Linked DNA regions of Eptesicus fuscus: region 1 is linked to region 2. Evidence: chromatin contacts called from public Hi-C data. All regions are on one chromosome and are shown on one strand. Each heading gives the region's core, a stretch centred on a gene start, on an enhancer-like site or on the middle of the called end of the contact. The rest is flanking DNA. Distances are from core to core; before and after follow the strand shown. Region 1 holds the start of ENKD1 (enkurin domain containing 1). Region 2 holds the start of CENPT (centromere protein T).

Region 1 (6,866 bases), core at 2,894-5,393, 130 kb after region 2:
TGATGGCCATGCTCTGCTTTGGCCGTGCTAAGTGGCCCTCCTTCATGCAGCTGGCATCTTCCATACCAGCAAGGCTTCATCCCTGGCATGTCCTCTGCCTGGAAGGCCACCCACCTCTCCAGGAATCGGCTGGAGGGCTGCCTCTTCACCATTTCCTAGGCATAGTGACAGCACCCCCACTGCCTGTGGTCCCAGTCTTTGTCCTCAGCTCTTCCATAGCATGTGTCTGCTTGCATCGTGCTGCTCCTGCATTTCTCCCTCAGAGTGAGCTTCTAGTAGTGGTGGTGACTTTTTCCTTTCTGTGCCTACTGTCACCCACCCTGCCTAGACTAGCCCATCAGGTAACTGGCCTCATGAAATGTAGACAGGATATTTTCTTCTATGGTTACTGAGGATTTCCTACCTCACCTGTTGAAAGGAACAGAGCTTCCTTATCAGTGTTGGTCCATACCTCCAGCCCTGGAGACCACACAGGGAAAGCAGATGCTTGGCCTTCTTGTCAGGCCTTAGCAGAGAGCCCCAGGGTACTCAGATCTGCAGGGCTCAGGAAAGGATAGAGGTTCCCTGAGGCCCAGGATGTGGTCTCATAAAAGGCCATTTCTCTCCAGGCTTCAACCATAAAGTGAGGAGGTCAAGCTCAGTTACCTTGCAGGGCTCTCTACCTCTGAAAAATCCCAGAGAACCTATGTTCATCCCTATGGAAAGTATTCATTCTGCATGGTCCCTGTGGACAGTATTTCCTGGGGTAGTCAAATCATTATCCCGGGAAAAGTATAGGTACCTTTTAAACATACATATGTATGTATATGTGTATCTATAATAATCTATAATAATAAAAGCATAATATGCTAATTAGGCCAGTCAACCTTCCTGATGAAGCCAGGGCTGCAAGGGAAGCCCAGGTCCCAGGGAAGCAAGGCCTACCCTTGCATATATATATATATATATATATATATATATATATACATATATATGTACATGTATATATACATATATATATATATATATATATATATATATATATATATACACACACACACACACACATACTTTTTTTTATTTCAGAGAGGGAGAGTTAGAAACATCGATGATGAGAATCATTGATTGGCTGCCTCCTGCATGCCCCACATTGGGGATCGAGCCCACAATCTGGGCATGTGCCCTGACCGGGAATCAAACAGCAACTTCCTGGTTCATAGGTTGAGGCTCAATCATTGAGCCATGCCGGCCGGGCTTCTTGGTACCTTTTATGGGGGTCCCCTGCTAGGTAGTTGTGATGCGATGACAAAGGCCTTTGCGGAGTTCACAGTCTAGTTCTTAAGACAGTTAATAAACACAAGGGCAGTAGTATGTGGGTGCTACAATGCAGGGCAACGCTGGCTTGCCAGGAACAAGGTGCCCCGAGTTTCTCAAAGGTCCATGTGAACTAGCCAAGTGAAGGGCTGAATGATTTGGGCTTGAACACTGTGCAGATGAGCTACAGGAGGAAAAGCAGGTTGGAGGGAGGAGAAATGATTCATTTGAAATTCCCTGTGTTTATGGTGTCAGGGGGACATGCAGAGGACCAGGAAGCAGTTAGATATGAGGGTTTTCAAAATGGCCAGCACTGGCCACCTCTTCCCAGAGTTCTACGGGTGAGAAGCAGTGGTCATCTGGTGGCTTGGCTCTCAGACTCCAGGGAGACCATTCACCTCCACCACCATCCCTGCCTGCCGGTAAAAAGGCACTGATCCTCTGTCACTAGGGGCCATTACGGGGCAAAGTCTGGTCCAGCTGTGGTTTAACAACAAAACCTTCCAAAGCTGCCGGTCTTGGGGCAGGCAAATAAACTGCCACTTCAGAGGGAGTATCCCAAGTGTTGGTCCCCTCAAGGTCAGACTACATGCAAGCCCCTTCCTGGGAGACAGGGAGCAAGGCCAAGCACCTGCTTCCGTGACCTGACAGTCCCTTTCCTTTCTCTGCCCCCTGTTCCTCATCACCTCCCTCCCCATCCTCACTATATCCTGTCTGATCTTCAGGTTTATTTGAGGGGCCTTTAAGTGCACAGAACCAGGTCCCACCCCTGCAGATTGATTCAGTTAGACCTGAGGTAGTGTCCACAAATCTATACTTTTGAGGCTTCAAACCCTGCACTGGGGAATCCTCCACCCTTCCTAGGCTCTCCCTCTTCAGGCATCTTATTTGGGGAGTCAAAAGTCTGAGAAAAAGGAAAAACATTTATTTTCAGCAAGTCCAAGGTCCCAAGTTGGGGCAGGGCAGAATTCCCCCTTTCACCTGAGGGCTGAAGCCCACAGGCTGTGCTCTGGTCCTGGCTTGGGAACAGAGGAGCAACCCCTGGGATGGGACAGTCACTTGTACTGAGGAGAGAGTGGGGGTACAAGTGGGGCAGCACAGACACTTAGCATCTTGCTGATGTCCACCTGAGTTGACTTATCCATCTCAGTCTTGAGGAGGCCACTGACCCCCAAGCTGGGCAAACCCCCAGGCTCCTCTCCAGCCTCCTCTCCAAGGGGAACCAGAGCATGGGTGGGAGACACGAACATATTGGGGCAGGGCAAAGTGAGGCCTGAGTCCAGCTCACCTGCCACTGGCAGCAAGGCTGGCAGTTGTTCCACACATGCCTCCTTGGGGACCAGGGTTGGGTCCGACTCAGGTTCCACCTCGGCCTCAGCCTCCCTATCCACTTCCGCTGCCTCGTTCAGCTCAGGGTTGCAATAGTTGATGTACTGGTACAGGGGCCGTAAGCGTTGAGCCTTTCCTGCAAGGACCCGGGGCAGAGCAGGGGCTGGAGCACCAAGCTGTGCCATGTCAGGAGGCCAGCAGGCGGGAGGGGGGGGTGGGAAGAGAAGGGCCAGGGACTGCCACTCACGCTCTAGCCCCAAGGTCTCTGAGGGTGCAGACACTGTGCTGGCCACAGCTGGGAGCACTGGGGCCCCCAGACTCTTGCGTTTCTTGGCTTTTTTGTGCTGTTTGGCAGACGGTGAAGGCTCGCTCTGGCTACCCTCCAGGTCCTCCCTCTGCAGCGGCAGCCCCTGGGGCAGCTCAGCTTCAGCCCTAGGATGGGCTTGGTGACTAGGCCCTGGGAGGCTGGGGGACAGGAGGCTTGAGGAGGGAATAGCCCTGCATGCCCACCACCTCAGGCCCAGATTCTTGTCCCTTTCCTGGTCAACGAGGCCCCAAACTGGATAAGGGCTGAGAGCTCATGTGAGTTCAGTCCTGTACAAGGCCTTGAGGGGTGAGGAGCGATGGTGGTGGCAGGGGATAAGGATGCACCCTGCAGGAGTGCAGGAATTTGGAATCCTACTGGGGTGTGATACACCCCACCCCACCCCACCCCGCCAACCCTATTGTCCCTTCCCTCTGAAAGCCCCCTCACTTGACTGGCTTCCTCTTGGGACCATGACTGGACCTCACAACAGAGGCCATAGGCCTGGGGCCTCGCTCCTCTAGTGCCTCCACCTCTGGTTTGAGCCGCTCTTCCTCCAGCTTGAGTCGTTCCTCCTGGAGCTCCGGCTCTGAGACTGGTCCTGTTGGACGCTTGTCTTCACCCTGGGTCCCACAGGCCTCATGAGCTGACACCAGGCCCTGATTTCCCATTAGTGGACACTAGAGGTGACACATAGGTAACTGGTCACCATAGCCAGACAAGGGATACAGGGATCAGTCATTAGACACCAAATCGGATGAAGGGCACCAGCCCATGCTCCTGTCTGCCTGTGAAGCCTGTCCTGCCAGTTAGGGGGTCAACGTACAGAGTTTGGCCTCCTAGAGAGCGCCGAGGCCAACAGTAAAGGCTAGACAGCCCTGATGTTCACCTCAGAGCTCTGAACGTGGCCACGGGGTGCCTCCGAGAGCTGTGCAGGCCCCTCCGCCGTCCCCTCTTGGGCTCCTGGTCGCCTCTCGGTCCCAGCTGAGGCCATAGCTGCGCGGAGTCAGCACCTCTGCTGGGAGTTGGGAGTGAAGGCGAAGACGGGCCCTTTTCACTGCTGTACCCGGAAGACTAGCTCGGAGGCGAGGGCCGGGATGGGAAAAGGGACTGGCTATCGACCAACTCTACCCTGAACTGGAACTACAAACCCCAGAAGACGTTGCGCCAGGGGCATTGGCCCCTGACCTCAGAAGCGGAAACTATTGTTGCTTAGCAACAGCAAAACCCGTCGGGTTTCAGCTGCGGGCTGCAAAAAACCGCTCTGGTGAGCCCCCTGCCTGGGTGTTGAGGGGTTGAGGGGGAGGGGGACGCGAACGAATGAGGGAAGTGGGCTAGGAGCGCAGGCAGCTAGTGCAGGCCGGACGGGTCCCGTCCAGGGAAGGGGCACGGGGCTGAGGAAGGAGCTGGGGACCCCAGAGACGCAGCCTGGCAGGCCTCCGTGCACCGTTACAGGGCTACGACGGCGGCATGTGCGAGGGCCCGTCCCGCATTTCGGGGCCCATCCCCCCAGACCCTACGCTCTGTCCTGACTACTACCGGCGGCCCGCCTCCGGTGAGTTGGGGGGTGTCGCGGCCCAGGAAGGCCCGAGTTAGGCTCGGGTCCAGCTCCACCACTGAACCCCGCACTCCGCCCTGTCGGACCCCTCAGCCCAAGGGCGCCTTGAGGGAAACGCGCTGAAGTTGGACCTGCTAACCTCGGACCCGGACCTGGACGCCACCCCGCCCCGCGGCCCCCGCATCCGTCCTGAAGCCAAAGAGATCCTGGAGCGTGGCCGATGCGGCGTGGGGGGCATGCTGCTGCAACTTGGGGGTATTTCCCTAGGCCCACGGGCCTTTCCCAAGAGTAAGTTCTGGGCAGAATGGGCAGCGAGGCAAATCTGAGATTAAACCTGAGTTCAAAAACTGATGCTTCTCCTGCCCTGACCTGGGTTCAGGCTTTGCCTCTCTGAGTGTCGATTTCCCCTACTATAAAAGGAGGGAGCGATGCACTACCTTTTCCTTCTCACAGAAGAGGACCGAATGAGGGAGTCTCCAGGAAACGCTAGTTCAGCTTCATGAATTCACGTATCAATGAAATGTTTGTTGTTTAGTGCCTACTGTTTGCCAGGCCCAGTAGGTGCTATGAAAACAGGTTGAAGACCAGCATGGGCCTTTAAGTCAAAGTGGGAGACAATAAACAAGTAAGATGAATATTATATATAAGATAATTAATGGCATACTTCACAATAAAAATGTAGAAAATACTCAGGGATAGAAGATAAATTACCATGTGAGAAAGGAAATAAGATGGTGAGGTGGAGTACCTGTATAGCGTCTAACTTAGAGCGGTCAGACCTGTGTGTGAACTGATATGAGTTGGATTTCATGGGCTATATGTAGGGCAGAGCCTGGTAACACCTTTTTCCCAGGGAAGGACCCTAAAGACCATGAGAAGGAGAATCTGAAGAGGATCAAGGAGATCCAGAGGCGCTTCCGTGAGCAGGAGCGCAGCCGGGAGCAGGGCCAGCCCAGGCCCCTGAAGGCTCTTTGGCGCTCGCCCAAGTATGACAAAGTTGAGTCCAGAGTCAAGGCCCAGCTGCAGGTAACTGCCTCAGGGAGCCAGAAGTATTGTCCATCTTATTTGCCAGGAGTCTGTTATGCCCTGATCTGAGTTATGGGGAGGGAGGAAAATCACAGGACTAAGGTAACAGGAGACTGAGAGGTAGCTGGTTCTGTTGCAGGGGATTCTCAGAAGTGGTGATGGCTGGGTGATCCTGAGCGGCAAGTAGGAATTAGGCGAGGGGAGAATGGAAGAGAACATTCTTTATAGATGAAACCTCACAGATAGAAGTCCTAAGATTAGAGGGAGTGTGGGCAGTGGGGATGCTGTGTACTGTTTACTGTGAGGGGATAAGAGCATGAGGGTAGGCTAAGTAATCAGCTGGACCCATATAAAGAGCCACCTAACCCGCTTTTCAGCCTTTATTTCTACGGGCAGTGGGAAGGTCAGGGACAGGCGTACGGTGGTGGGATTCTGTCTTGAGTAGATGGTGGCACCATTTCTCTATCAAGGGGAAGATCAGGATTGAGAGAAAAGACAATAAGGTTATATGGGGATGTGCTGAAGCTGGAGCATTTGTGAAACTCCCAGGGGGTGGGAGTGTGTCCAGGAAGCAGATGGAGAATCAGGCCTGGATCTCAGGAGTGAGACCTAGAAGTTATTGAGGATCAGGCTGAGGACGATGAGACCAGGGAAATGACCCTGCATTTGCGGGCTTGGAAGCCAGCTGTCAATGACCTTGGTGGGGACATATCCAGGAAGCTTGGCTAGGAAGGAGAGAAAAGGATGGTAGCTGGAGCCAGGACTGAGGTAGGAGGGTGGTTTGTTGTTAAGGATGTGAGAGACACACATGTTTAAATGCTGATGAGAAGTGTTTTTAAGAGGGAGGAGACCCATAGGGCAGAGGATAGAGGCTCGGTTTTGAGACCTTGACCACAGCCTGACTGATCCCTTTTCTATGCCCTGCCCTCCAGGAGCCTGGCCCTGCCTCTGGGACAGAGACCGTGCACTTCCTGCGGGCTCACTCACGCTGCGGTCCTGGGCTCCCACCACCCCGTGTCCCCAGTCCCCAGCTAGCCCCACCAGATCCGAATGCCAAGGTGAGAGTATGTGTGGGATAGAAGGTGGGACAGGGATCCTGGGGGTTTCAGGGGAACAACTCAGTGCTGTCTTCCCATCACGCTTGCCGTGTCCTGCAGGAGCCAGGCCTAGGTGTGGACTTCATTAGCCATAATGCCCGCACTGCCAAGAGGGCCCCCAGGCGGCATTCCCGCTCGCTGCAGGTCCTGGCACAGGTACTGGAACAGCAGCGGCAAGCCCAGGAGCACTACAACGCCACACAGAAGGGCCACGTACCCCATTAGTAGGTCCCACCGCCCAACACCCAGGGTGAGGGGT
Region 2 (7,227 bases), core at 1,456-3,955:
CAGGGGAGCTGCAAGCCACGTGGCCAACATGGTGGCTGCCAAGTCACGCGGTCCAAAATGGAGACTGTCTAAACTGTTCTTTGACAGAAAAGATGACTTGTTTATTCTCACATGCTCAATCACTGACCCACGCCAGCCAGGCCAATTCAAGGCATTATAGTAAAGTCTTGCCCTTAGGTGATTCATGGTGACCATGGACATGTGCCTGAAAAGGGCTAGCAAATTCGGTGAGATAACCCAGAGGTCAGATCTAACTGACAAGAAATATTGATATGCTTTTCTTCTGCAGTTCTCTTATTCTGAGAAGCAAGATTCTACTTTTTTCTTTGCTTTATTATTAATATTTTTACTGACTTCAGAGAGGAAGGGAGAGGGAGAGATAGAAACTTCAATGATGAGAGAGAATCACCGATTGGATGCCTACTGCACGCCCACTACTGGGGATCAAGCCCACAACCTGGGCATGTGCCCTTGATCAGAATAGAACCCGGGACCTTCAGTCCGCAGGCCTATGCTCTATCCACTGAGTCAAACCAGCCAGGGCTCTTTGCTTTGCTTTATTTATTTATTTTTAATATATTTTTATTGATTTCAGAGAGGAAGGGAGAGGGATAGAGAGATAGAAACATCAATGATGAGAGAGAACCATTGATTGGCTGCTTCCTGCATGCCCCTTACTGGGGGATCGAGCCTGCAACCTGGGCATGTGCCCTTGGCCCGGAATGAACCTGGGGACCCTTCAGTCTGCAGGCCGATGCTCTATCCACTGAGCCAAACTGGCTAGGGTTCTTTGCTTTATTTTATTTTATTTTTATTTTTTAAATATATTTTATTGCTTTTTTTTTAAAAATATATTTTCTTGATTTTTTACAGAGAGGAAGAGAGAGAGACAGAGAGCTAGAAACATCGATGAGAGAGAAACATCGATCAGCTGCCTCCTGCACACCCCCCACTGGGGATGTGCCCACAACCAAGGTACATGCCCTTGACCGGAATCGAACCTGGGACCTTTGAGTCCGCAGGCCGACGCTCTATCCACTGAGCCAAACCGGTCTCGGCTATTTTATTGCTTTTTTACAGAGAGGAAGGGAGAGGGCTAGAGAGTCAGAAACATCGATGAGAGAGAAACATTGATCAGCTGCCTCCTGCACACCGCCCACTGGGGATGTGCTCGCAACCAAGGTACATGCCCTTGACCGGAATCGAACCTGGGACCTTTCAGTCCGCAGGCCAACGCTCTATCCCCTGAGCCAAACCGGTTAGGGCTTATTTTATTTTTTGAAGTGAACATATCAAGATTTTATTGTCATATAATAAAACAAAATACGAAGCTTAGAACTGGAGCACTTGACCCCTTTCTCTTCTTATCTCCTCCCAGTTCAAAATGCTTGCATCTCTTAATAGCCAGCATTCTTTTCGATTTGTACTTAGGTTCAACACATTCAAGCCTCAGCACAATCTTCTTTGTAGTTTTTTTTTTTTAATATATATTTTATTGACCCTTTACGGAGAGGAAGAGAGAGGGATAGAGAGCTAGAAACATCGACGAGAGAGAAACATCAATCAGCTGCCTCTTGCACACCCCCTACTGGGGATGTGCCTGCAACCAAGGTACATGCCCTTGTCCGGAATCGAACCTGGGACCTTTCAGTCCGCAGGCCAAAGCTCTATCCACTGAGCCAAACCGGTTTCGGCCTTCTTTGTAGTTTTAGCCTTTTTTTTTTTTTCTTTCGGAAAATTGGCTTAGTCTGTCCACCAATAGCCACTTTGCTTCCTGTCATAACGCCACTTTCCCTGAGCACACAGAGAATCCTTGCCCTTCTTGTACTGTTATTTTGTGGGGTTGATGCTTGCCACACTTCTTACAGAAAGTTCAGCGGGTTTTAGGAATGTTCACCATGTTTGCGAGAGCGCTATCGGCAGGGAAAGGCTCTTTGCTTTATTTTTTAACACAAGCACAAAGATGCCCACGCCTGTCCGAGTAACTGATTCGATACACTTGATCTAGGTGCAAAAGAACAGCATGGGAGACACAGAACTCAAGTTTTACGTCAGTTTCCTTGAAAGTTTAAGGAAGGGGAGGGGGGTGTCAATCATTGAAAAATATGATAATAGAATCTTCAGCATTGACAGAACTTTTGAGAGCTGAAGTTCATCTCAAAATTGCACATGTTTGAAGATCAAAGCATCTCTGATGGGTCACAAACAGCCCACTAGCCTGGGAGCCTACAAATTGGCCTCTTTTGATAGTGAGCCTATAGACAGAGTGGTCTTTACCAATGCAAATCTGACCAAACCTCATATAGAATGAGATTATTTTTTTCCTCCCCCAAGTGTCTCTCCTCACCTTCTGAGAGGGAGAAGGGAATGAGAGATATTCTAATAATAAGTGACCACCATTTATTGATGGCCTGACTTAATATGTGTCAAATCCTGAGTTAAACTTTATCTCACTGAATCATTTCAAGCCCGTTGTAAGGTGGGTATCATCCTCAACTTACAGATGAGGAAACCAGGCCTCGGCTGGTTGCACCCATTTGTCCAGGATCACTCCTAGGTAAAACTGCCTGCAAATTCAGAACGTGTGGGCACCTTTGCACACGCCCCTCGCCACTGGATGGTAAAGCTAGAACTGCAATTCCCGTGGAGCTGTGCGGCAGTCTCGCGAGAGTAGGCTCGAATGCGGCGGCGGGAAGGTGGCTGCCTCGGCTACTGCAGCGGTTGGGAGGCAGGCGGACAGCTGAGAGGATGGCGGACAGCGACATCTCCGACAATGAGCCTACGACGCGTACGCTGCTGCGACACGTGCTGGATACCGAGGCCCCGCGCACTCCGCGGCGACGCCAGAGCACTCGGGCTGGGTAAGTAAGGCGTTGCCCGGCACATGAGCAACCGAAGGACCTGGCGGGTGGGGTGTCGGCGTCACCCGGCGCTGACACAGTTTGGAGAAGGAAACTGAGCCTCAGAGAGTTGCAGAGCCCAAGGCTCTGAGAACCGGTTCCACTCCCTTATCTGGGCTTGGGTCAGCTAGGGGTACCCCACCCCTCGGGACTCCAGGCCGCCGAGAGTTCAGCTGTGCCCGCGTTTGGGGTGGTCCGCCTCTGGGAGTGAAGGATGGGCGCTCAGAATCCGGGTTTCTGCCCTGTCCTCTACGCCACTCTCTCCCAAACCTGCCCGGAGTGTGTGGAGGCATCTGCCCTAAACTACTTCCCGGCTGCTCCCTCCTTTCCCATCAGGAGCTGGAGAGCACAGCCTGGGCGGGAGGGAGGCAGGAACTGGGAAGGGTGCTTTGCTAGGGAACAGGGATTTGGCTGACTTGGTGGGTGTCCGCGGGTGACAGCTGTGACGAGCTCACGTGTGGTAGTCGTCTCGGCCAGACTGGGGCGGTGCAGGTCCTTTATGGGCAATGGAAAGCCATTCGTGACAGGTTTTTTAGACCTATGTCGTTGAGGTGCGACCTGTGCCCTGGGAATATTTGTGTGGTTCTCGAATCAGAGGGTTTGGACTGGAGGGACCAGGGCCAGAGTGATCCATGGGGAGGTTGCTGTCAGTCCCCGACAAGTTTAAACATACATATATTTCTTAGGTTGTTACTTTAATGGCTGGAATGGGTGCTCTTCCAATGATTCCTCTGGTCTGTGTGGCTAACCCTTCCTTCTGCCAGCGTCACCTCTGTGAAGCCTTCCTCAGCCCCTGTCTCTGACTGGGGCATATTTTCTCCTTTCCCATACCCCTTGGGCTCCCTTTCATCCACAACCCTGGGGACATAGAGCTTGGAACAGGCTATGGGAAGGACAAGAGATTTCTGGATCCCTGGCCCTGAGAGAAAAAGTCTTCAGGCTAAGATCCCTGATGAAGACATGTCTCTGCATCCCCTAGTTCCCCTTTACTACGTAATTCTCAGAGCCGCTGGTCTTTATACAGTGTCCAGAGAACCCTGCTTGAAACACCTTTCTCTATGAGGTTGAGGAGCCAAACAAAGACAACTGCCAGGCGGCAGTCCCACAGAGCCAGGGTAAGTGCCCAAACCACTGCCCACTATAGGGCTGTGCTGCCTTCAGGGGCCCCTGAGGTCTAGCTCTGCTCTTGAGCCCACCTTGAGGGAATCTCAAGGCAAAGTGCTTTTGCCTAAAGTCTATTGGCAGATTGGCCCCCCACATTCAAACCAGGGGACAGCTGAAGGAACAGACACCCCGGACTCTGCTTGAGAATATCCTGTTAACCGGTAAGTGAGCACTGGTCTGCTGGTCAGAGTTAGGCACCGGCCCGTGGTATCCCCTTATTCAGGACAGATTGCCCTCCCAGTCCCACCCTCTTCTTGTTATTTCTACAGCCCCGGAATCGTCCATGGTCATGCCAGAGTCAGTGGTGAAGCCAGTGCCAGCACCGCAGGTGGTCCAGTCCTCCAGCCGGGAAAGCAGTTCTGGCAGGTGCACAGTGGATTCCCTATTTGGGGCTGGGCTGTTAGACAGCTCTGATGAGGAAGCCTTCTTGGGGGTCCTAAAAGCCATATGTGGGACTCCTGGCCTGTCTGAGATTAGTTCCATCCTTATAGTCTGGAACTGCAACTTCCTGAGCTCAACACCCCCACAACCTTGGCTCCAAGTCTGCTGACTTCTGGCAAGAGGAAGAAGAGGCTGAGATTGTCAGAGTTTCAGCAAGGAATGGACCAGGGGCTGCCTCTCTCCCAAGGTGAGGCCCTGGACAACCCCTATGGCCACCCTCTCTCTCCTATTTTCTGTGGAGGCTTAGGAGGCCTGAGGGAGGGCTAGCCTGAGCCTGGGTGACTTACAGTTTCTTCTTTTTAGAGCCTGTTACGGAGCCTCCTGGGAATACTGGTGCCTCCTCCCTCACCAGGTGCAGTTGCCCCTCCTGGGGGTTGGTTGAAGAGAGGCTTGGGGGGAAAGGTGCTGACTAGATTCTGCCCATTAACAGCATGATAGCTGTGCTCTAGAAGACGAGAGCACCAGGGCAGATAGAGAAATGAGAGGTGGGAAACTAGGCCTCAAGTAGCTGACTTTCCTTTGTGACTTCTCTCCCACAAGCTCCCTCAACCTGACCTTTGCCACGCCTCTCCTGCCACAATCAGTGCAGAGGCCTGGTTTGGCCCGCAGACCTCCTACACGCCGAGCTGTAGATGTGGGTATATTTTTGCAGGATCTGCAAGATACTTCTGTGGCCATGGCTCTGCCAGGTAAGGTTGAGATTTCCCTCTTGCCAGCCTGTGGGGAAAGCTTTCCCTCATGACAGATAGAAGGTGCTGCTGAGTCCAGGGTTGCTCCCCTCTTTATTGGATCAAGGGCAGTGAACAAGCCTAGCCCAGTGGTGGGCAAACTCATTAGTCAACAGAGCCAAATATCAACAGTACAACGATTGAAATTTCTTTTGAGAGCCGAAAACCGTCTTCTGCACATGGGCCACGAAGTTTCAATTGCACTGTACGTGCACACCCACACGTGGTATTTTGTGGAAGAGCCACACTCGAGGGGCCAAAGAGCCGCATGTGGCTCGCGAGCTTCAGTTTGCCGACCACTGGCCTAGCCAATAGGTCTACTAGTATAAGAAGTTTCTGCTTTCTTTCCATAAGGTTCTCTTGTCTTGGTGGGACCTAGTCTTAGTCCCTCAGGGTGTTCCAGGACCCCATGTTAGAGCTTGTTGGGAGGTTGAAAGGGGCCAAGTTTCAGGATCAGCTGGCCATTCAAGCTGACCTGGGAACCTGACTCCAGAAGACAAGTACAGTAGGGTAAGAGGAGGGTTCCAGGCAGAGGGAGCAGAGTAAGAAGTAGAGAGCGGAGGCATGGATGAGCAGTTAGAGTGCCAGACTAGGGAGCAGGAAGGTAAGCAAGGAGAGCTGTATTAGGGAGATAAGGCTTAGACTACTATGTAGTCTTCTTTCTCTGAAGGCTACTTGGGGTAGACTTATGGGGCCCCTTATGACCAGGCCGTGGTGACTGGGTAGCAGCAGGTGGAACTGGAATACATTGAGTGCCATCTGGTCCTTGATCTCCAGGTGACAGAACCCCTGTTGCTACCCTGCCAACCGACACCATGTTGGAGGACACTCAGCCTTTCTCCCAGCCTTTGATTGGCCATTCCCCCAGTGTGCACCACTCCCTCCCCCATCCCTCTCTCTCTGCTGAGAGGACTGTCAGTCGCAGGACACGGAGCAGTGGGCCTGGGCTGCAGAACAACAGTGAGTATGTGGGACAGGTGGCCTGGAGGCAAGCCAAGCTTGGGCAAGCGTTGGCACTGGTGGTTTTCCCTCCTCAGGTCCATATGTGTGCCCCTTAGAGTCCTATGGCTGTTGGATTCTCCTCCATCCAAGGGTAGAGTCAGTGTTAGGCCAGGAGACTCCTAACCAGTACCTCTGGCCTTCTTCCTTGAGGGCTAGACTGGGTTTTACTATTCCATCTTTACCCTCTCTGAGCTATAGCATTGACCTACTGCTTCTCTAGTCTGTATTCTCTCCCCTTGATTCAGGTCCTGGGAAACCAGCCCAGCTTCTGGCAGGAAAGGCAGAGGAGGTTGGTGCCCTTGCTATGGGTTTCCCAAACACCAGCAATGGTAAAGATGAACTAAAGCCCTTATTGGATGGAGTTGGTGAGGAGGTAGAGGAAATAATGGAAGAAAGCATGAGCTTGAGTGAAGTGAAGGAAGCAGCAGGAGCACAAGCATCTGCCAGAGCAGGAGAGCCTGAGGCACACATAGAAGTGACAGAAGCAGAAGGATCCTGGGGGGCTATTGAGGCCAAGGAGCCAGAAAGATCTTCAGGGGATAAGGACACTGAAGGTAGGACAGGTAAGGGGCCCAGTGCAGGGATCGGGGTGAGTGGGGTAACAGTTGTGTTCAGCCCCTGGCTTTGGAGGAAGGCCTTATCTAGGTTCTATTTTTTCTTTCTTTTTCTTTTCTTTTTTTTTTAAAAAAACAAAACAAAACAGCATATGATTATATTTAATACACAAGTTTGATACAACCCAAAAGTAAAACACCAGAGTAAAATAGTAACAAAAACATGGTATTTCATTTGCAATGCATGAGAAATGGTTAACTAGGTTCTATTTCTTTGCCTTTTTAAAAAAATACATTTTTATTGATTTCAGAGAGGAAGGGAGAGGGAGAGGGGGGCAGAAATATCAATGACTCACTGATGGGCTGCCTCCTGAACACCGCCCCACACTGGGGATTGAGCCTACAACCCGGGCATATGCCCTGACTGGGAATCAAACC

The links. Hi-C and Micro-C count contacts between places; a contact is called where the count stands out from the background.
Region 1: a contact with region 2 is called in a Hi-C map of liver, with 2.8 times the contacts expected there. The contact joins the promoter of ENKD1 here to the promoter of CENPT in region 2. A contact is called at or near these places in 2 of 2 Hi-C or Micro-C datasets (liver and muscle).

Annotation. Positions count from the first base shown.
Region 1 is chr21:13,088,363-13,095,228 of DD_ASM_mEF_20220401, forward strand. ENKD1 (enkurin domain containing 1) reads left to right here and starts at 4,144. Exons shown (of 8, transcript XM_008139915.3): 1 at 4,144-4,193; 2 at 4,382-4,481; 3 at 4,578-4,772; 4 at 5,338-5,510; 5 at 6,443-6,568; 6 at 6,668-6,831. The coding sequence starts at 4,397. It overlaps C21H16orf86 (chromosome 21 C16orf86 homolog), which reads right to left and starts at 4,146. Exons shown (of 4, transcript XM_054711162.1): 1 at 3,816-4,146; 2 at 3,377-3,549; 3 at 2,870-3,087; 4 at 2,199-2,758. The coding sequence starts at 3,920. The coding sequence ends at 2,349.
Region 2 is chr21:12,959,827-12,967,053 of DD_ASM_mEF_20220401, forward strand. It overlaps CENPT (centromere protein T), which reads left to right and starts at 2,706. Exons shown (of 13, transcript XM_054710996.1): 1 at 2,706-2,861; 2 at 3,925-4,015; 3 at 4,135-4,225; 4 at 4,334-4,430; 5 at 4,556-4,692; 6 at 4,809-4,857; 7 at 5,046-5,194; 8 at 6,011-6,193; 9 at 6,481-6,789. The coding sequence starts at 2,749.